Linked DNA regions of Capra hircus: region 1 is linked to region 2. A link is a contact called in public Hi-C data. All regions are on one chromosome and are shown on one strand. Each heading gives the region's core, a stretch centred on a gene start, on an enhancer-like site or on the middle of the called end of the contact. The rest is flanking DNA. Distances are from core to core; before and after follow the strand shown. Region 1 has its middle 12 kb from the start of ARFGAP3. Region 2 has its middle 44 kb from the start of A4GALT.

What was found. Hi-C and Micro-C count contacts between places; a contact is called where the count stands out from the background.
Region 1: a Hi-C map of blood shows a contact between it and region 2, with 4 times the contacts expected there. The contact joins two enhancer-like sites. A contact is called at or near these places in 3 of 5 Hi-C or Micro-C datasets (blood and liver).

Annotation. Positions count from the first base shown.
Region 1 is chr5:112,651,328-112,657,618 of ARS1.2, reverse strand. No RefSeq gene overlaps it. Among named protein-coding and RNA genes, the nearest start is that of ARFGAP3, 12 kb to the right of the region's middle. Within about 2 kb of position 1,683, at least 1 of the 5 cell types and tissues checked has an H3K27ac peak or open chromatin away from gene starts, as enhancers often do.
Region 2 is chr5:112,486,473-112,492,536 of ARS1.2, reverse strand. No RefSeq gene overlaps it. Among named protein-coding and RNA genes, the nearest start is that of A4GALT, 44 kb to the left of the region's middle. Within about 2 kb of position 2,291, at least 1 of the 5 cell types and tissues checked has an H3K27ac peak or open chromatin away from gene starts, as enhancers often do.

The DNA of each region.
Region 1 (6,291 bases), core at 434-2,933, 170 kb before region 2:
GCCAGGCCACATTCCAGAGTTTCTGAGGCCCAGAGTCTGCATATCTAACAAGTCCCCAGGGGATGCTGACCTGGGGCCACACTCTGAGCAAGACAGCTGCCCTAAGTACCCGTATCCTTGTGCTCCAGTGATTTGTTCATACAACCAGCAGATGCTCCTAAGCCAGCTCTAGGCCACAGGAGCTGGGCCCTGGGGACCTAGAGATCAATCAGCCACAGTCCAGGCCAAGGAGGCAGGGACAGTATGGACAAAGAGAGCCAGGGAGGGGACTTCCCTGGTGGTCCAGCGGTTAAGGACCTGCCTTGCAATGCAGCGGACGTCAGTTTGACCCCTGGTTGGGGAACTAAGGGCTTCCCGGGTGGCTCAGCTGGTAAAGACTGCCTGCAATGCGAGAGACCTGGGTTCGATCCCTGGATTGGGAAGATCCCCTGAAGAAGGGAAAGGCTACCCACTTCAGTATCCTGGCCTGGAGAATTCCAGGGACTGTATAATCCATGGGATTGCAAAGAGTCGAACACGACTGAGCAATTTTCACTTTCACTTTGCGGAATTAAGATCCCATATACAACGGGGCCACTAAGCACATGTACCACAACTGCTGAGCCCAAGAGCCACAACTGGAGAGTCCGTGCGCCCCCGTGAAAGATCCCCATGAGGCAACTAAGACCCAACGCAGCCAAATAAACAAATAAGGAATCTTTTTTTTATGTTAAAAATTGTTCTAAAAAAGAGAGCAAGCCCAGGGAGCAAGGGACACCAGGCCAGCGTGACCTCCCATCCCTGGCAAGGGGCAGGGAGAGCTTGGTGGCAGCCGGGTAGTGGAGAGAGAGGTGCCCCCCAGGGTCGGTGGGCACCTTGCGTCCGCAGGCAAGTCCCTTCATATCTCTGACCCTCAGTTTCCTCGTCTGGAAAGTGAGGAAATGGTTCCCATCTTTTCTTTTTCATCATCAGCTGGGGTCAACAGTGTGAAAAGGGCTTGTTAAAACACACAGATATAAGGCTCCACTTTATGAAAGTGGTCTCACCCCCAAATACATCCCAACTCAAGCGGATAATAACCAAAGTATACAGACCCCTGATGGAGATGCCAGATCCTCCCCAACCAGACGCTGGGCACGAATGCTTCCTCCAAGCCATATATTCATTCATATACGAAACTGTATATAAGAAGGCTGGACTTCCCACCCCAAAATCTGATAAAATATTTTTTTCTTCTCTGAAACTTAAAGTCTTACAAAGGTGAAAAGTTGAAGCCAGTGGTCAAGAGCATGGACTGTGAGGTCATATTCCCTGCACTCAAACTTGACTGGTTGTGGGACCTTAATTAGTTATGTTACCTTGAACAAAATACTTAATTTCTCTGAGCCTTGGTTTGCTCGTCAATAAGTGACAATAGTATTCTGGGGTTTTTTGGTTATTTAAAATGGTAATAGTAAACATTTGTATTTCACTGTATGCCAGAACTTGTTCTAAACTTTTTGACATCTATTAACATTTAACACAGCAACACTCTGAACTACGTAAATATTGTTATTCCTGTTTTCATAGGTGAGGAACCTGAAGCACAGAGAGGTTAGCTAACTCGCCCAAGGTGCAACAGCTACCAAGGCGCAGACGTGGGTGGTGCAGTGCCGTCTCTGCCCTCTAGGTGGCGCTGTTGGACTACGAGAGCGCCGGCCTCGGCCGGTGAGGGCATGCCTGCCCCCAGGGCCGCTCATCTGCAGTTACCTAGCAGGATGGGAGTCATCCCGAATCAGAGCCACGGACCTGAGAGGACCCCCTATGTACTCTGGACACCACGTTGTCACTGCTGGCGTCAAGTTCATTGGTTCAGGGATGGCGCCTTACCTTCTCTCTAGCCCCAGTGCTTGCGGAACTAAAAACCGAAAAGAAATCAATCTTGAACCATCCAATCAAACCCAGAGTACACTGTTTTAGACTTCTTCTTTGGATCCTCTGTGGGAAAGGCTAAGAAATGAATGAAGGAAGGGACAGATGAACTGCATAAATAACATCATTCTCTGGAGATTTCCCAGGTGATAGCTCAGCTGGTAAAGAATCCGCCCGCAATGCGGGAGACCTGGGTTCGAACCCTGGGTTGGGAAGATCCGCTGGAGAAGGGATAGGCTACCCACTCCACTATTCTGGCCTGGAGCCAAGAGTTGGATACGAATGAGTGACTTTCACTTTCACTTTCCGGTGGCTAAGTTTCCACATTCCCAATGCAGGGAGCCTACATTGAAGCCCTGGTCAGGGAACCAGATCCCCCGTGCCGCAACTAAGACCCAGCACAGTCAAACACATAAATAAATACTTTTAAAATTAAAGTAATAATAATAACATCACTATCTGAGGAAAGGATAGCTAACACCCTGGCTTGGTGAGCAGGCTACAGCCGTGACACGCAGTGCGGCAACTGAAGGCCACAGAAACCCGACTGCCTGGCCCAGAGGCCTGAGAACAGACAGCCCCCAGCTCGTGGCATTTGATCAACAAGGGGCAGCTGACTGCAAGCGAACCATGTGCAGCTTATCAGTCACTTCCCCATCAAGATAGCCAGGCTGCTTCTGCCCCTCTACAATGTTTTAAAATAACAATGTTGTCATTGTAAAAGGAGGAAAGGTTCAGATGAAAATTTGGAAACTAAGCAAAAGTATCCAGAAAAACATTCAAGTCCTAACATGCAGAGGTAATACTGCTAATGTTCTGGTGCATTTTTTCTGGGCTTTTTTCTGTACATGCACACATGCACCTGTTTCATTGTCCTTACCCTTAATGTGTGTGTGCTTTACAGAACTGGGGTCATACTCTAAATGTGGTTTGGTACCCTGCTTCAATCTTTCAATATTTGATCATGAACTTTCCTCATGTCCCTAAATATACTTCCACTAAAAGCTTGTTTTGGGATCTTCCCAATGGCTCAGCAGGTGAAGAATCCACTTGCAATGCAGGAGACCCAGGAGACGTGGGTTCAGTCCCTGGGTCGGGAAGATCGCCTGGAGGAGGAAGTGGCAACCCTCTCCAGTATTCTTGCCTGGAGAATCCCATGGACAGAGCAGCCTGGTGGGCTACGGTCCGTGGGTCACAGAGTCAGACAGGACTGAGCGACTAACACAAGCGTGCTTCATGGCTGCGTGAGAGTTCTGTGTTGTCCTTCAGTCGCACAGTCGAGTCTGACTCTCGGTGACCCCGTGGACTGCAGCACGCCAGGTTTCTCTGTCCTTCACCATCTCCCAGAGCTTTCTCAAACTCATGGCCGTCGAGTCAGTGGTGCCATCCAGCCATCTCGTCCTCTGTCATCCCCTCTCCTGCCTTCAGTCTTTCCCAGCATCAGGATATTTTCCAGTGAATCAGCTATTCGCTTCAGGTGGCCAAAGTATTGGAGTTTCAGCTTCAGCATCAGTCCTGCCAATGAATATTCAGGGTTGACTTCCTTTAGGATTTAGGATTGACTGGTTTGAGCTCCCTGAAGTCCAAAGGACTCTCAAGAGTCTTCTCTCAGCACCACAGTTCAAAAGCCTCAATTTTTCGGCTCTCAGCCTTCTGTATTTCATGTGTTATAAGTCCCATATCGCTGAGCACTTCTTTCCCTTTTTTTTTCCATTTTTTAAGGTATAATTTACACACAGTAAAATGCACCCTGTTTAGTGCATAATTTGACAAATTCATCTAGTCATGTAACCATCACCAATCAAGATGTAGAACTGTCCCCTCACCCCTCAGATTTCTCCCCACTCCACTGTAATCAACCCCTCCTTCTATTTCCAACCCCTGGAAACCACTGATGTTTTATTTACATAGTTTTGACTTTTCCAGAATCTCATATGAATAGAATCATACAACATATAGCCTTTTGAGATTGTCTTATCTTTCATTTCACATAATTCATCTGAAATCCATCTACATAGTTACATGGATCAATACTTTATTTCTACTTACTGTGAGTAGTTTCCATTGAGTGAAGAATGTACCATGGTTTGTCAGTCCAACTGAAGGATATTTGGCTATTTCTCTAGTCTCTGATGATTACAAATAAATGTGTTATAAATGTTCATGTATAGGTTTGTAAGCATAGGTTTTTGTGTTAACATAAATTTTCATTTCACTTTTCAATTATTTTTTATAATATTGTAATGTTATAAATATTATAGTAATGAGGCTGTATATTGTCACCATGCTTATTTAACTTATATGCAGAATACATCATGCGAAATGCTGGGCTGGATTAAGCACATCTCAGATGTGCAGATGACACCAACCCTTATGGCAGAAAGTGAAGAGGAACTGAAGAGCCCCTTGATGGAAGTGAAAGAGGAAAGTGAAAAAGATGGCTTAAAACTCAACACTCAGAAAACTAAGATCATGGCATCCGGTTCCATCACTTCATGGCAAATAGATGGAGAAGCAATGGAAACAGTGACAGACTTTATTTTCTTGGGTTCCAAAATCACTGCAGATGGTGATTGCAGCCAGAAATTAAAAGACGCTTACTGCTTGGAAGGAAAGTTATGACCAACCTAGACAGCATATTCAAAAGCAGAGACATTACTTTGCCAACAAAGGTCCATCTAGTCAAAGCCATGGTTTTTCCAGTGGTCATGTATGGATGTGAGAGCTGGACTATAAAGAGAGCTGAGCACTGAAGAACTGATGCTTTTAAACTGTGGTATTGGAGAAGACTCTTGAGAGTCCCTTGGATAGCAAAGAGATCCAACCAGTCCATCCTAAAGGAAATCAGTCCTGAATATTCATTGGAAGGACTGATGTTGAAGCTGAAACTCCAATACTTTGGCCACCTGATGTGAAGAACTGACTCATTGGAAAAGACCCTGATGCTGGGAAAGATTGAAGGCAGGAGGAAAAGGGGAGGGCAGAGGATGAGATGGTTGGATGGCATCACTGACTCAATGGACATGAGTTTGAGTAAGCTTCAGGAGTTGGTGATTGAGTTGGGAAGCCTGGCGTGCTACAGTCCATGGGGGTCACAAAGAGTCAGACACGACTGAATGACTGAACTGACTGAGGATTTCAAACCGTCTAACCCATTAAAGGAGGTAATGGCATCAGCTTAAATTTCTATTAAAAAAAAAACAATAAATCAAGGGGAATCCCCTGGCAATCTATTCGATAGGACTCTGTGCTTCTACTGAAGAGAGCACAGGTTCCATCCCTGGTGTGGGAACTAAGATCCTGTAAGCTGTGCAGTGTGGCCAAAAAAACCCCAAAAGGACACTTCTGTGAATTTCCAAAAGTGTGAAATCGAGAAGGACCCTACAGGGTCCTCCTGGGTACAAAAGCCCCTCCGTCCCTGAGTTCCAAAGACCAGACTCAAGCATCTGCTCATTAAGGAAATGAGGGAATGCAGAAACACAGGAGAAACAGTCAAAAAACTAACCCATCAATAAAGCAGAGACTAGTTCCTCCTCACAACAATTATCATAACAATCTGACGCATAGCTTTGAGTTGTTCTGCAGAAACTAAGACCCCGCCCCTCTCCCCACCCCAGCTGGAGGATGTTGATGACATGCTGACCCCAGACTGGTTGGAGGGAGAAGGTTCCTGAAACCTCACCCTGTTAACTTACCACCAACCAATCAGAAGGAAGCCCATGAGCTGAAACCCTCACCTGAGTGTTATCTTTAAAACCTATTGCCTTGTTGCTCTATGACACAGGGAGCTAAACCCAGTGCTCTGTGACAACCTAGAGGGGTGGGATGGGCGGTGGGTGGAATGGGGTGGTGGGTGGGATGGGGTGGTAGGTGGGAAGGAGGTTCAAGAGGGAGGGAAACATTTGTATACCTATGACTGATTCATGTCGATGTATGGCAGAAACTAACACAATATTGTAAAGCAATGACCCCCCAATTAAAAATAAACGAGTTTATTAATTTAAAAACAAATCATTCCCTGAAAGCCATTGAGGAGTCTAGGTCTTTGAGCATGAGCTGCCCATTCTCCTTGCTTGGTGCCTGCAATAAAGGCTGTGCTTTCCTTCACCACAATCCAGTGTCAGTTTGCCCTGACAGGCAAGCAGACTAGAGTCTCTTCAATAACAAGTGCACTGCCTCAGCATATAGAGGTTGGTGGAAATCAGATAAGGCTGCTCATGATTCCGTGAAGTCATTTTCAAAAGTATCTGACTTGTACAGAAATGGCATGTCTAAGAGTTAGTGCTCGCTTTGTAAAGAAAAAATACACTGCCTGCCGTTCCAGTTCTACAAGGTTCAAGCCAGTACCCACTGCAGTCACCCACTGACAGTGCACTGGGGGGAATTCAGAATGGAGACAAG
Region 2 (6,064 bases), core at 1,042-3,541:
GCTTATGTGCTATATGTATACGTCTTTGGTGATGTGTCTGCCTAGATCTTTAAACCATTTTAAACTGGGTCATTCTTTTTTTTTCTCATTGCTGAGTTAGAAGCGTTCTTTGCATATTTCGCATATAAGTTATCAGATATGTGTTTTCCAAATATTTTCTCCCAGTGTCTGACTTGTCTGTTTATTCCCTTGATGGAGTTCTACTTTAAAAAGCCCCTGGTGGCTCAGTGGTACACAATTCGCCTGTCCATGCACGAGACAGGGGTTCAGTTTCTGATCTGGGAAGATTTCACATGCCGTGGAGCAACTAAGCCCGTGAGCCACAACCATTCAGCCTGTGCTCTCGAGCTCAGGGGCTGCAACTACTAAGGCCACACGCCCTAGAGCCCCCGCCCCACAAGAAAAGCCACCACAGTGAGAAGCCTGAGCACCTCAAAGAAGAGTGGCCCCCACTCGCCACAACTAGAGAAAACCCATGCACAGCAACAGACACCCACCACAGTAAAAGAAAAACATATCTTAAAAAAAAAACCCCAAAAGCCGAGACTTCCCTGGTGATCGAGTGGCTAAACTTCATGCTCCCAATGCTGCCTGAGTTCAGTCGCTGATCAGGGATCTAGATCCCATATGCCAAAACTAAGGCCCAGTGCAGTCACATAAATAAATAGTAAAGAAAAAAGAAGCCCATTGTTGGCCCTGCCTCTGCCTTAGCCTCTAATACAGCTTCTATCAGTAGTAAGGGTATATTGATCCCTGACTTTCTTGTCTTCCCCTCAGTGGATCTGAACCTTTGCAGGAGAAAAGGGTCGCTGTATTAAGCCCCTACTTTCACAAGTGTTGTAATGAAGATTGAATGCTTTTGTTTTTATAAAGCCGTTGGAACAGGGCCTGAAACATATTAAGTGCTCAACTGCTGTGGAAAATTACAATAACAAGCACCGCATCTTTTAACAGCGAATAGAGTCAGTCCTTCCCTTCCTCATTACTCTTCCTTTTCAGAATTTTCTTAGCTATTTTCACACATTTACTCTTCTATGTGAGTCATTTGACTAGTTTTTAAATATCCTATTTGGATTTTTTAAATGAGTAAGTGATTCAGGAAAAGAAAAGGGGCATTTAAACGATGTTGATTAGATTTCTCATTCAAGAATAAAGGCTGTCTTTTTATTTAAGTCTTTCTTCACAGAGGATTTACACAATCCTTACCTGGGGTTATCCAGGGGGGTGGTGGTGAAGGAGGAAACAGAACAGGCTCCCTCTTGAAAGCAGGACTCCAGCTTGGGCCGGACTGTGGACTTTGAGCTATATGCCCAGTATCCATGGAAACGACTTACCAACCAGAAAACCAGACCCCCCCACCCTCCCCTGCAATATGGAAGAGCCCCAGGGCTCATACTTAGACTCTCTGTCGCCTATAAGAATACCCTAATTATCTGTGTAACCGAATAGAATCATACATTCTATTATGCTTATTGGGGTATGACCACAGGCCTATTGATAATTGTCCACTGTTAACTACCTGGGCTTAAGGCATATGAATCACAGGTTAACTTTGTATCTTTCTTTTCCTTTGTTCAGATTAGTTTCAGGGAATTTGGGGAGGTGGATTTGGGCAAGTACACTTAGGGTATATAAGCTTTTCACAAAAACTGGGGTCCTTGGCTAAGAGGAGACTCTGCCTTGGGCCCGCCCGTGTAATAAACTGCACTTGCTATCTGCATTGTCCTTCTGAGTGAGTTTGTTTCCCGGAACACGTGGCTACAACAGTGTCAGGGGTGTTAGTATTAGCCTTCTGCAGACTTTCTGGGACCTGAAAGGTCACCTTTTTCGTCCTGTCCACACCAGTGAAAACACGGTGTCAGGGAGCGGGGAGGGATAGCCAATTATCTGATGACCTCCTGGGATTGAATCCCACTTTACAAGTGACAAAACTGAGAATTCCAGTGGGCTGCCTAAGACCCAGAGCAGGTAAGAGGTGGAGGGATTCAGATGGGGTTGCCTGTGGCTGTTCGTCGTGGGGAGGGCAATGCTGGTTTCCTCGCGTTTATTTTTAGAATTTTCTGTCATTCTCATATTGTCCACCTGGGGGCGCCGGATAACAAGGTTGTGAAAGGAGCTTGCAGAGAGCTCTGGGCCCCCCTGTTCCCTCTTGCTTCCGCTCACCAGCTCCTCCTCCAAGCCGCCTGCCCAGACCCCCCAGGTGACATCTTTTGCTCGCCCTCCCCAGCCCTGAATGCGAGAGGCCTGGCCTGTGCTGCTCAAGGTCACGCATCAAGGCGCGGGCGGTCTGGCCCTATCACTGGGCTCTCAACGGGCCAGCCAGGCCTCGGGCGCTGCCCCCTCACCTCCTGCACCACCAGAACTCCTTTTTCTTCTCCCCTTTTCTCCTGCCGTTCCTTCTCCATCTTTGCCTTAAAGCCGAGGCCCCACACAGGTGGCCTCCCGTGGCTGCCTGGCCTTCCCTCCTCCTTGGTGCCCCCTCTGCCATCTCCCTCTGCCACACCTGTTTCTGGGCCTGCACCCCATCCCTGCAGCTCCCGAAGGCAGGCCCGCAGGGGCCGCCATGCAGTGTGCAGGGCACACCAACAGCACGAGGTCCCCTGGGGTAGAAGTGTTTCCCCACAGGACAGGGCTCTGCAGGACCATATCTCAGGGGGACTGCCCTGGGGTCCTCTGCCCCTGGCATTCCCAGCAGGGATGGACTGTGGGACTTGACTTTCTATTAACCAGACCCCAGGCAACTGACCAAGAACCCAGAGCGGCCAGGTCTTAGTCTACAGAGAGGACACACCTTAGTTTACACAGAGGGACTCACCTGAGTGGGGGCACGTCCCACTGGGGCCAGGGGGTCCTTGAGTCAGAATCTAAACTGTGTATTAAAAAGCAGAAACATCACCTTGCTAACAAAAGGTCCGTATAATCAAAGCTATGGTTTTTCCAGTGGCTATGTATGGAGGTGAGAGTTGGACTGTGAAGAAAGCTGAGCGCCGAAGAACTGATGCTTTTGAACTGTGGTGTTGGAGAAGACTCTTGAGGGTCCCTTGGACTGCAAGGAGATCCAACCAGTCCATCCTAAAGGAGATCAGTCCTGGGTGTTCATTGGAAGGACTGATGCTGGAGCTGAAACTCCAATACTTTGGCCACCTGATGCGAAGAACTGACTCATTGGAAAAGACCCGGATGCTGGGAAAGATTGAAGGCAGGAGGAGAAGGAGATGACAGAGGATGAGATGGTTGGTTGGCATCACCGACTCAATGGACATGGGTTTGAGCCAACTCCGGGAGATGGTGAAGGACAGGGAGGCCTGGCGTGCTGCAGTCCGTGGGGTCGCAAGGAGTCGGACACGACTGAGCGACGGAACAACCACAAGGTGCGGCAGGCATTCACTAATGTGGACCGTCAAGGAGAGAAAGCGTCGCCTTTTCCAGTCTCTTTCCCTCCTTCTGTGGAGAAGAGAGCTCAGTTCAGGGCAAGGACACCTGGCCGCCTCTGAGCACCTTCTGTCGAGAGGACAGCGAGCCCCCATCGGGCCTCTGGCCATCCCAGCGCACAGCTAGAATGTGGTCCCATAATCTCCGCTGTGCCTATCTTTATGGTTACTTTCTATTTCTGACAAGGGATCCTTGTCCTCTACTAATGATGACATAGTTTCTTTTTTAAGGAAAAAGTCAGTCAGTTCAGTTGTTCAGTCTTGTCCAGCTCCTTGCGACCCCATGAACCTCAGCACCCCAGGCCTCCCTGTCCATCACCAACTCCCAGAGTCCACCCAAATCCATGTACATCGAGTTGATGATGCCATCCAGCCATCTCATCCTCTGTCGTCCCCTTCTCCTCCTGCCCTCAATCTTTCCCAGCATCAGGGTTTTTTCCAATGAGTCAGTTCTTCACAAGAGGTGGCCAAAGTTTTGAAGTTTCAGCTTTAGCATCAATCCTTCCAGAGAACACCCAGGACTGATCTCCTTTAGAATGGACTGGTTGGATCTCCTTGCAGTCCAAGGGACTCTCAAGAGCCTTCTCCAACAGCACAGTTCAAAAGCATCAATTCTTCGGCGCTCAGTTTTCTTTATAGTCCAACTCTCACCTCCATACATGACCACAGGAAAAACCATAGCCTTGACTAGATGGACCTTTGTTGGCAAAGTAATGTCTCTGCTTTTTAATATGCTGTCTAGGTTGGTCATAACTTTTCCTTCCAAGGAGTAAGCGTCTTTTAATTTCATGGCTGCAGTCACCATCTGCAGTGATTTTGGAGCCCAGAAAAATAAAGTCAGCCACTTTTCCACTGTTTCCCTATCTATATGCCATGAAGGAAAAAAGCGAATGGATTTAAGGACTTAACAGAGGAGGTGGAGCTCAAGGGAGCAAACCTTTCACCGGCCCTGGGATGGCTGGGGTTTGGGAAACGCAAGGCATGCTCTTCTGAGCCTCCCAACCACCAGGTAGGTGGTGTCATCCCCTTGCACGGATGAGGAGACTGAGGCCCAGAGCCGGGAAGTGACCGTGACAGTGAAAGTCCTTTGGGTGGGAGTGTGCTCCCCTCTTTCCCCCATTGCCACACCTGGCATCCCAGAGCCTGGGCCCCTGCTCTTGGCGCCAGGAGCCCACACCTTGGCTGGTGCCTAGGCTTGGGGGCTGGGATGCCAAAGCCCTGGGGCGTCGAGGGCCTGAGCAGCAGTTCTGTTACCAAAGCGCTGGGCTCCTGAGAGTTACCCCCTGGTGGAGGAGGGAGCACAGACCCACAAGAGGGGTGTGTCCCACAGAGGATGCGTGTGTATCATTGTCTCCACACTGCAGCGGGGGAAACAGACTCCAGCCTGGCCACACAGCCAGTGCATGGAGGGGGCGGGCCTTGAAGCTGGATCTGTTGGACGCCAGACCTGAGTTCTTTCCTGTGCCCAAGCCCCAGCTGTACTGAGGCTCTGAATCCTGGAGACCATGTCCAGGGGGACCCACACCCCTGGGCTTTCTCTAGACTCATTTCTAAATTTTTTAAAAATTTTATTTCGTTATTTATTTATTTTTGGTTGGGCTGCGCACGGGCTTTCTCTAGTTGTGGTGAGTGGGGTCTGCTCTTCGTCGCGGTGCAACGGTGGCCTGGGCTGTGGGTAAGCGGGCTCCAGTAGCTGCAGCCCTTGGGCTCAGTAGTGGCGCATGGGCTTAGTTAGGTGGGGTCCTCCCAGACCAGGAATCGAACCCGTGCCCTCTGCACCAGCAGGTGGATTCTCAACCACTGGACCACCAGGAAAGCCTGGACTCATTTCTTTATGCCCTGCTTGTCCCCACGGGCTTGGGGCCAGACCCAGAAGCATAAAGAGCCCCGAAATCCAGTCCACACACCGGCCGTGGGGCCACTTCTGCGCCGCTGTGGGCATGTCATGGCCCCCGGGAAATGGGGCTGTTAACTCTGCCTGTAGCCTGCCCAGGGCTGCAGTGTGGGCCCAGGGACAGGGTAGGCAAGCTGAGACTGAAGCCCGGCCCTCACGGAGCTCCTCCCCTCTCCTGGACCTTGGGTGTCTCCCGTCCATCTCCCCACACAGGATGCCGTCATGCGGTCAGGCTCCCTCTTCTCCCTGGTGGGACAGGTATGGTCAGTTAGTGAAGGAGCTCGTGGACTCAGAGGCGCATGCGTGCCTTAAGCAGCTTGCCTTAACTGCTGTGAGAGGACATCCCCTCAGAATTTGCTGATGAGGAGCCCAGACGTCTCTGGAGGTTGGAGCCGCTGCCTGGAGACAGGCCCTTGCTTTTGCCCTAACCCACCCCCACCCGGTGGGCCTCCCTGGTGACTCCGTGGCCGAGAATCTGCCTGCCAGCGGAGGAGATGCGGGTTCAATCCCTGGGTCAGGAAAGTCCCCTAGAGAAGGAAACGATAACCCATTCCACTATTCTGGTCTGGGAAATCCCACAGACAGAGGTGCCTGGCGGCCTACATACAGTCCATGGGGTTGCAAATGGGTCAGACACGACTGAGCGACTAAACAATAACCCCCACCAGGCCGTATCTGGGGATTCCGGGCTTGGCTCCCAGGGAGAGCTCGAATCTTCAGAGATTTGAGACGCCATCCG